Linked DNA regions of Astyanax mexicanus: region 1 is linked to region 2. A link is a contact called in public Hi-C data. All regions are on one chromosome and are shown on one strand. Each heading gives the region's core, a stretch centred on a gene start, on an enhancer-like site or on the middle of the called end of the contact. The rest is flanking DNA. Distances are from core to core; before and after follow the strand shown. Region 1 holds the start of ncoa2 (nuclear receptor coactivator 2). Region 2 overlaps ncoa2 (nuclear receptor coactivator 2).

Region 1 (5,101 bases), core at 2,404-4,903, 65 kb before region 2:
TTATGTCTAAACCACTGCACTCACACAAACACACTGCGGGTGTTGATTGAACACTGAATATTTAGCTGCAAATAACAGAAAGTAGAGAGTGTGGGGAGAGAAATTATGAAACAAATTGCTCAATCTGTGAAGCACAGCAGAGATGGTGTGAGTAATCGGCTGCAGAACACACTCACTTTGCTCTGTTGTCGTAGGATGAGTTCTGCAGCTTCTGCTCAGATATGACCAACTGCTTCATCATCATGCAGCAGGAGAACAGCCTGGAACACACTGCCATGACAACCCAGTGGCTTCCAGACCCCGGACTGAGTTCATCAGCGGACCCAAGCAAAGCCATTCACATTCTGACATCCATACTGTAAGAACTACAGCATGAAAACTGAAGCTTACAGCTTTACAGATCTGCAGGAACATCAGGCGGTATCTTATACTGTCTCATAAACTTCAGCACTTCACAACATGCAAACAGATATCAAATAGAACTGAATTAGTAACGTGTTTACTGTATTAAAAAATACTGAGTATGTCTATATACTACATGGATTAAGCCTATTATTGGACAACACAGTATTTTAAATTGAAAGGATAATACAATCTACAACCAGGCCTAGTCTCTCTCTAGGAAACTGACCTATAGGGACACCGCAGTAATATGTAAAACTATTATATTTCTAAATAAAATTAAATTTCAGCTTATTGATAACCCTTGAAGGACAAAAATAACCAGATTAATTTCCTAATTAGAGACATGTAACTGCGTAATGCTGTCCTGAGGCAACACATAAAAAACACTTTTATGTTTAACTATGGTAAAAAATTATGAAATAAAAAAGTGAAATATATTTCTTTACATATTGATGCACATATATGTATATGATTGAGACATGTATATATATTTAAATGTAAGAAAAGGTATATTCATTTTACCACTTGGTTTCTACAAGTATTACTTATCCTCCAGGTTGAATGTTAAACCAAATTATTTTCCCTCATTTTATTGTATAGAGGCTTGTCTTGTGACAGTATATCTTTCAAAAATATGTTAAAAAATTAAAGCGATTGTGTAATCACTTAGCATCAGAGGACAACACCACAGGTAATTGCTCCATGTTCCATTGTCAAAACTGATGTTTGCCAAAAAAAATATTGCTTCCAATCTTCCAACATGTTAAGCATTGTAAACACTTAATTGTTATTGGATAAGCATACAGTGAAAATCTGTCATTTAGCAAAAAGATCCACCCAATAAAAGAGCCATTTCAATTCATTTTAAACATTTCAAACATTTGGTGGAGGTAGTGTTGCTTGAGTAGGGATGCTTTCCTGCTTCCATAGTACCTGCTTTAGTACTTGATGGAGCCTTGAATTCTGCTCTTGCCAGTCATCAGGCTGTGACACAGAATCTGTTTATGAAGCAGGACAGAGATCCAGAGAACAAGAGCAAGACTACCTCTGAACATCATAAAAGAAACAAAATTTAGGTTTTTGACGAGGTCTTCTCAATGTCCTGACTTAAACATCCACTGAGATACTGTGTCAGGGCCTTAAAGGCCGCCAGTTTTGATAAATTACAGCAATTTTAGGAAGTGTGGGCCAGAATTCTGCAGTAATGTGAAACACTAATCTTCAGTTATAGGAAGTATTTGGTTTTGGTTGTTGCTGCTAAAGATTGTTATTTACTCATTTAGGGGTTATTAGTTTATTAAGGGGGAAATTACTTTTTCACACAGTTGATATTGCCATTCAGGAGCCTCAATAAATGAAATTATTATTTAAATCTGTTCTGTGTTACATTGTCTTATATTTAAAAAAAAATAATAAGATACAGCACAGTAAGGACCAAACACGGTTAATATTGTTGTTTAACCACTGCTTATCCTTTGTCATTACATTGACTATGCCTTTAAGGCTGGTTATACTGTATATATGAACGTGCTCTGTTCTCATTGGCAGATTTGTATTGGGTCACATTTTAAAGCAGTCCAAGCTGCAACACCCTATATACCTTCAGCAAGGATGGATGAAGCTATTTTGAAAAGACAGACATATTAAAAAATTAATTCATTTTTTTTATTATTTATTGATAATACTCAAGTTATAGACCTTAGATATGGTGTTTCCCACACCAGTGCTTATACACCATTGATAAATTACTTGTGGTACTATGGGGTAATAAGCAGTTTAATATGAAACTTCTGTCAGGGAGTAAGAATAACATCAACCTTATCAGTAATGGGCTAATGTGGCTGCAGGTTTTTAATCCAACCAAGCAGAAGCACACACTGTACAAGTAACCACTTGTTTACAGGCTGAGCCTAGCTGATTGAACATAGAATCAGGTATGATGAAAACCTTCACTCACACACATCGGCTGATTGTGGATGAGATTGTTGACCCATAGTTTACAGTTTACACATGCTTACTGTACATTTGGTTAGGCAGGTATGAATAAAAGCATAAGAAATTACTAAATGTATGGTATTCTGTCTCACACACAAGCTGCTGATGTAACAGTGTTTAGTATTAATACTAAAGTATTTAATCAACCAATTTATATAAAAACAAATCCTTAAAATAAATACAATCAAAATTACATTACCTTACAACTATTTTCATTTTCAAACTTATGTTTTTTTTCCCATTTAATGTTTATTTATTTCATCACCACTTTTTGGACAAGCACCGCCAGTCAAGTGCTGTGATTGGTTGGTAGTTTACACTCACAAGTCATCCGTCAGGAGCGTTCTGGACCGGTTAGAATAGAATGAACTGTACTAGCCAATCAGAGCGCACAGGGGCAGGGCTTTAAGCCTTTGGAACGACAAATTGAGTGAACAAAAAAAACATATAATAAAATAAAATAAAAAATAAAAAAAGCAAAACAAAAATAGCCAACCCTGAGCACTGAACATGGTGCAATGAGGGTTAAACGGATATAAATAAATATATATATATTACATATAAATAATAGATAATAAATAACGCAATAAATTAAAATAAAATAAAATACAATAGGAGGGGCTTGCCTCGAAGCAAAAGGCCAAGGAATAAAAGCAAACAGAAATCGAATTAGAATTAAATAAAGTCAAACTGCATGCATGATGGGTAGGGTTTTAGCTTTTAGAACACCAAAATGAGAGGAAAAAAAACGAGAATGTTCAACCCTAATAAAATAAGATAATGGAACTAGACAATCTTATTAAAAGTTGGATATGATTTCTGACAGTGGGGAAAATAATAAACACAATTAATTAAAATTAATTAAATACAAGGGGTAAAGGGAAAAGAAATAAAAAGGAACATAAATTGAGTTGGGCTGAAATAAAGTCAAACTATCTAGCCAATCCTGGCGCAGGATGGGCGGCGCTTGTGGTGATGAGAAAATAAATAAAATAAATAAACACCAAATAAATTAAAGTGTAATAAAAGAAAGCGAACAATCAACCAATCCCGTCGCTCGAGAGGCGGCTCTTTAATGTTCCAGAACGTCATGACGCTCCGGTCGTGACTGCCTGTGTGAATGAAGTGTTAGCCAATCAGCGCGCATGGTGGGCGGGGATTTGTCGTTCTGTAACGTCGTGACTGTGCGTGAATATGCAGTACTGGTCAATCCGGTGCCAGGGGGCGGGGCTTACCGTGCAGATCAACAACACGCAGTAGATCAGCAGCAGCCAAAGGCAACATGGCGGCGGCGGCGCTGAGCTCAACTGCTGCTTCCCCAGAGCGAAGGTCAGAGCAGGAGCCTAAACTCGGCATCTAACCGCGGACAGAGCCCTGCGAGCCCCCGAACTGTGAGTAACGACACGCCGGCGGTCGGTCCCGGGCGGTTTGGGCCGCTTTGCGCGGCTGTTTGGTGTATTTTTTGTTTGTCCCTCCCTCCCCCCTCTCACAACACGGAGGGATCGGGTCTTCTTATTCGACTTTTCCGTTCCACCTTAAATGGCGCAGGAGTTCACATTCTGAACTCTGAACGCGGTGCTTGCGCCATTTAAGGTGGAACGGAAAAGTCGAACGTGAGTGTACGAGGCTAACTTGAGTTGGACGAGTTTCGTGCTGTTGTTTTGCGGTTTTTAGGGAGATTTTAGTGAAGTATAAAGAGCCGAGCTCGTGTTTACTCTTTAGTTCCCTCGTGTGAGACACTTTACCCCTGAACCGTTCCCTCCTGCTCGTTTGGTCGAGTTGCTTTTGAAGATGAAACTTGTGCTAGCTCAGCTCGGCTAGCGGTCGGAGTCCGTCGGCGGTCCATCGGTGTTTCGTCGCTGTCCAGTCAAGGCGCTGTGTGTAGAAGACTCGGGAGAGATTTAACACGCTTTTAAAGAACAGAGCAGCTCTAGTCTCCCGGTCTGAGTCTAGAAAAGGCTTCATCCAAGTTCAGCTCTCTGAAAAGTTTCACACAAGATTCAGCCATCGTGAAAGTCCCTTTTCTAGCTAATGAAGACCTCAGGCCTTTAAGACCTTCAGACTGACAGCTCACAGTCTGATCTGGATGGACAGGTCGTTGTGTTGCTCCAGTGTTTGAGGGAATGTCAGCATTGCTCAGCTTGGGCTGATTGGGGAATTCTGTATGCTGAGATCTGATCATTTGGTTAAAAGCTATAAAATCTAGTGTCAGCAAACCTGCCTAGATTTATTACAGTAAAATATAACTTTTATTATTATTATTATTATTATTATTATTATTATTATTGAAGCATGCTTAGTCATAGTGCTGGACAGCTCAGTGTGCATATACATTCAGTATTTAAATAAAAAATTAGCTGTTTTCCCTTGACTTTTTCATTGTTTGTACAATATCATAATTATATTGTAACGAGCACAATTAGGAAATGGTTTGTGATATAAATGTCCTATTTACTTGGTGGTTGAAAGTTGTCAACTGAACTTTATTAGAAACAGTATTTATTACTAGGTAGAGATAATATAGTTCAAAGCGGATGTATTCTATAAATTATGGACAACGTTTCTCCCAAATTCCAAATAAAAATATTGTCATTTATATTGTCAATATTTAGTGGAACAACCGTGTTTTTGATCACAGTTTTCATGCATCTTGGCATGCTCTTCTCCACCAGTCTTACACACTGCTTTTGGATAACTTTTT
Region 2 (4,547 bases), core at 484-2,983:
AGAGATATATATTCGCTTTAAAGAACAAAAAAAAGAATGTTAAGTATATTTTATGTACATAACGTTCGAGAGAAAGTTTTATACTGTCTTTATTTATTTATTATTTTTTTTAGCTTTTCTTGTACAATTTATACAGCTTTTACATTTGCATTTTCAGATTATTAGTAATGCCTACCACATTTGGCTGTACAAAATAATGAGATTTAATTGTGGTTAGCTGCAACAGAAACGTTGCTTCTGATCTGTAATTACAAAATAAAAAATAAATAATGCCATTTAAATTGGCTATGCACAATTATGTGATTACTTGTAATTTGTTTGAATTAATATGATCAATTGTCTCTAAAATAATGGGGTCAATTTTGATTGACAAGCAGATTTTAAAACAATGTCAATATTTCTGATTAACTGTGATTTAATAATGCATTTGTAATAGAAATAATGAGATTAATTATGATGGATAGGAACAAATATTTTTGATTAATTGTAATTGAAGTTTTATTACTGCTTTTGATCGTACAGGATTTCAGGATGCTGTCCTTTATTGGTTTTGGATATTTAATAGCATTATGCTTGAATAAGAACACATTGAAGCTATAGCCAAAAAACACTTTGTGTGCTGTGTGAAGTCATGCTGCGTTCTGACCTGTGTGTGTGGGTTTCAGATATGTTAAGTTTGAAGTGAAAGAGCTGATGTTGTGTGTTGGCCTTTAAAATGGTAACTGATCCAGAGCGAATGGAGTAATATTCAGCCTCCTTTAACTCAGTGTGAAGGTTGGCCTAGATTCCTCTCTCTCTCTCTCTCTCTCTCTCGCTCTCTCTCGCTCTCACTCTCTCTGTCTCTGTCTCTGTGTGTGTGTTCAACAGGAAAGCGTTAGCTGCATAGCGTGTGTCCTCCTATCTGTATGGTGGGATATAAGTCTCAGGTTTTCAAACCCCACTGTAACACGTAACTATAGATTTTACAGGGAAGGGAAACAGTTGGTTAGTGAGGTCTTCACTACTGGATTTTGGGTTTGCCCAGGAATCAAGTTTACCACTGTTAATCAGGATTAAAGTTGCACATTAAAATTGTTGATTGCAGTTAATTATGTAGTACTGGTCTAAACAAAATAATTTTGTTTAAAGAGTGTAAACCCTTAAATACTTTATGGTCTTGATCAGGTAAAAAAATAGTGAGATCATCAGCCAACGTGTCCAACTACACTTAACGTTAGTTGACTGGCCAACAAATAAGGCAATACATCTGTGGTGGCTCAACTTCTGAGATATTTTGTTGTTTGTTTTTCTTGTAAATCAGAAAAATATATAATTTTTTAAATATAATATAACTAAGACTGGGCTGTATGATCAAAGATTTGTATCACAGTATGTTTTTATAACTCATTTACATTTTTCATATGTTTTAGCTGTGCATGTAATAGTTCCAGAATCTAAACATGTATAAATCTTACATACTGTATTTAATTTTAACACAATAAAGCTGAAGTTCTTATCTGAAGACTTTTTAAAACTTTTTTTTAGTTGTTATATTTAATTTTTAATTAAGGTGAAATGAAAATCTTAAATCATTTTTGATTCTGTATTGACTTTTAACTCTTTGTTTTTGTGTGTGTGTGTTTGTGTGTGTGTTTAGTCGAGTGAGCTGGATGACATCCTGGATGACCTGCACAACGCTCAGCCAGGCTTATTCTCCGAGAGCCGGCCCGTTTCTCTGCCTGCTGCAGTGGACAAGCAGTCCATCATCAATGACATCCTGCAGATCACTGGGGAGGGCGGAGCCACGCAGCAGCAGAGAGTAATGCATGTCATGGCACAGCAAAGTGAGAGACACACACACACACACACACACACATACATTTGCATTCACACATACATGTGCAGATTAACTGGTAAAGGGACTGATGGCGTGTCTAAACTGTGATCACGTACATAAACAACACTGCTCAGTTCTTACAGTCTGGCTGAGTTCTTAATCTTAGCGTAGACTGTGGAAAACATTTTGTCCAGGCTGATTTATTCAGACTATTTGAGGTAGTTTTTAAATATTTTGAACTTTTCAATCACTTTAGGGCACATTTTTTACACAATCAATCAAAGTAAATCAGTGCATAGTGTGTGAATACATCGGTGTAGGTTTTTACTGTAACAATGTCAGACTATGTGCACGTCTATATTTAACTTATTTCAAGCCAGAATGAAACTCTTAAAAGTGGCTTGTTTGATTTTAGATGGTTTATGGTTGTATCTTCCAAAGTAAATACAGTCTGAAATAAGAATCCAGAAAGCTAATTAATATTGTTTATAGCATAGCTACCTACCTTTCATGAAAGTGTTGTATGGGGACCTATATCGACTGCCTTCCAATGAATTGGGGCTGAGTCTGTGGGTAAAGGTAAAAATAGTTTATAGAATCTAGAAGTCTCCTCTTACATTTTGTGGAGGGAAAACTCCCTCCAAAAATTGATTAAGGGGATATGCTTGATGCTGTAACGATATTAATTAAGTGACTCCATAACTGCAAATTATGTGGCCAAGAATGTTCTGTTATTATTTCCTCTGTACAAAATAGTAGTCATTTTGTTTAGTTTTTATTTATTTGTTATTGGTGTAGTTGTAATCTAGATCAATCGATCTGTGGTTACACCAAATGTTCTAACCAAATAACCAGAAAAAAAACCTCCCATGCCCCACCCCCTTAGTAGTAATGAAAATAATGTAAATTTATAAATAGTTTGAAATGGGACTGGTTTCTTCTACAGCTCCTGTAAACAATCAGTTCAGTCCACGTTGTAAGCAAGTGTCTACAGTCCTTAGCACTTTATTACCCTGTTTGGCCCAAGGTTATTTCTTTCAATATGTTAAATGTTGTTATAGCTGTTTTTTGTGTGTTTTTTGTGAATCTGTATCATTTACCGTGTTAATTTGTGTGTTTAGACTTTAGTGGTCCAAGGCATCCTGGCCGGACTCCTGGGCAAAGTATTTCTCTGGAGATGAACATGGCCGCTAAAGCTTCTCCAGGTCAGTACCCTCTAATGAGGAACACCAGCCCATACTCCCTGATGCAGCAACAGCAGCAGCAAGGCATGCTGGGAAACAAAGGGGTCATGCACAACCAGCCCAATATGCCAGGTAAGTGGATCTCCCCAGCCAACCACACACACACACGCACACAGAGCGAGACGTTTAAAATAATATTTCTTTTACTCTCTTACTCCTCTCTTTCACTCTTTCTCTCATACACCTCTCCACCTGTCTCTCTGCCTCACAGTGATGAGTGGTGCTGGTGGACGTGCAGGTCTCCAGCAGGATGTGTGGGTGTCTCAGGGGTCCGGAGTAGTCAGCAGTTCACCATCCTCCGCAGTTCCCCCCACTCAGCCTCTCCAGCAGGGGGCACTGCAGGCCCGCATGGCTCAGAATGCCAACCCCAACATGGGAATGAGAGCCAGTGGACAGCCAGGACCCCGAGCCATGCTGCAGGGTCAGATGATGTCCAATGGTAAATAAATACAGATGTAGATATAGTCGTGAACTCAGCAGGGGGATTATGGAAAAAAAAAAAAAAAATTCTCAACATATTTATATTTTTATTAATTTTTATTGTTTATCTTGTACTTGCGTATGACATCATAGTCATATTATATATTAAATAACAAATCATGGCAAGATTGTAAAGATATTATGTGATTTTGGATTTAGGTTTATACAATACATAGCCGTTTTTAACAGTTCTGAAGTTGAAGTAAAGATCAGCTTTTGACTTTAGTCGCAATTGGAAAGACAGGAGTATGTGTTTCCAGTGATGGGATTGGTTTGATACTGTTTAACACCAATCTTTGTTAGACCAATCTTTCTTTGGCCTAGCATGTTCTGTTTAATATACACACTTGCATATGAAAAGTACTTTTAACAAGCTTTTACTCATAGCAAGGTGACGTGCAATATCACATGGGAGTGTTTCTATGGGACAAAGCAAAAAAAAAACATGGGACATAATAGTCCCATGTCTCGTGAGTTTTCTCATCTCGTGAGATTTGTCACTAAACTTTTGCTTTGATCAGGAATCGTACAGGCATGTGTTTACTAATAAACAATTGTACACCTATATCTGAACATCAAGCTTGATTGGTCCACAGCTTATTTACAATCTGTTGTCCTGAGCTAAACCTACCAGTGCAAGGGTAAAGGGTGCAGTGAAGGCTAATCACTTGTTTCTTCTTTGTGAGACATAAAGTTAGGTTTTTATGATCTTAGGTCTGATCTCTTTTTCAGTTGTTCTTTCTTTAAAGCTTGCTTTGTCTTCTCATGCAGCAGATCCTCCTTAACATATTTGTATGCATGTCTGTGTCTGTTCCTTTGTCCTGTTTCTCCTCCAGCCCAGTCCAACATGGACATGGACATGAGCCTGACAGGCCCCCCGTTTCCCCAGCAACAGCAGCAGGCTCCGCCCAATCAGACGGCTCCATGGCCGGACAGCATGATGCCCATAGAGTCGCTGCCACTGCCCTTTGGGAACCCGAGCAGGTAAACAGCTTAATTACTGTCAC

What was found. A called contact is a pair of places that touch in the nucleus more often than the background predicts.
Region 1: a Hi-C map of muscle shows a contact between it and region 2, with 11 times the contacts expected there. The contact joins the promoter of ncoa2 here to the enhancer-like site in region 2. A contact is called at or near these places in 3 of 3 Hi-C or Micro-C datasets (blood and muscle).

What each region holds. Positions count from the first base shown.
Region 1 is chr1:89,708,796-89,713,896 of AstMex3_surface, reverse strand. ncoa2 (nuclear receptor coactivator 2) reads left to right here and starts at 3,653. Exons shown (of 22, transcript XM_007260112.3): 1 at 3,653-3,791.
Region 2 is chr1:89,642,552-89,647,098 of AstMex3_surface, reverse strand. ncoa2 (nuclear receptor coactivator 2) reads left to right here. Exons shown (of 22, transcript XM_007260112.3): 12 at 1,637-1,823; 13 at 2,938-3,132; 14 at 3,272-3,499; 15 at 4,377-4,524. Among protein-coding and RNA genes, the nearest start is that of prdm14, 20 kb to the right of the region's middle. Within about 2 kb of position 1,733, the one cell type or tissue checked has an H3K27ac peak away from gene starts, as active enhancers do.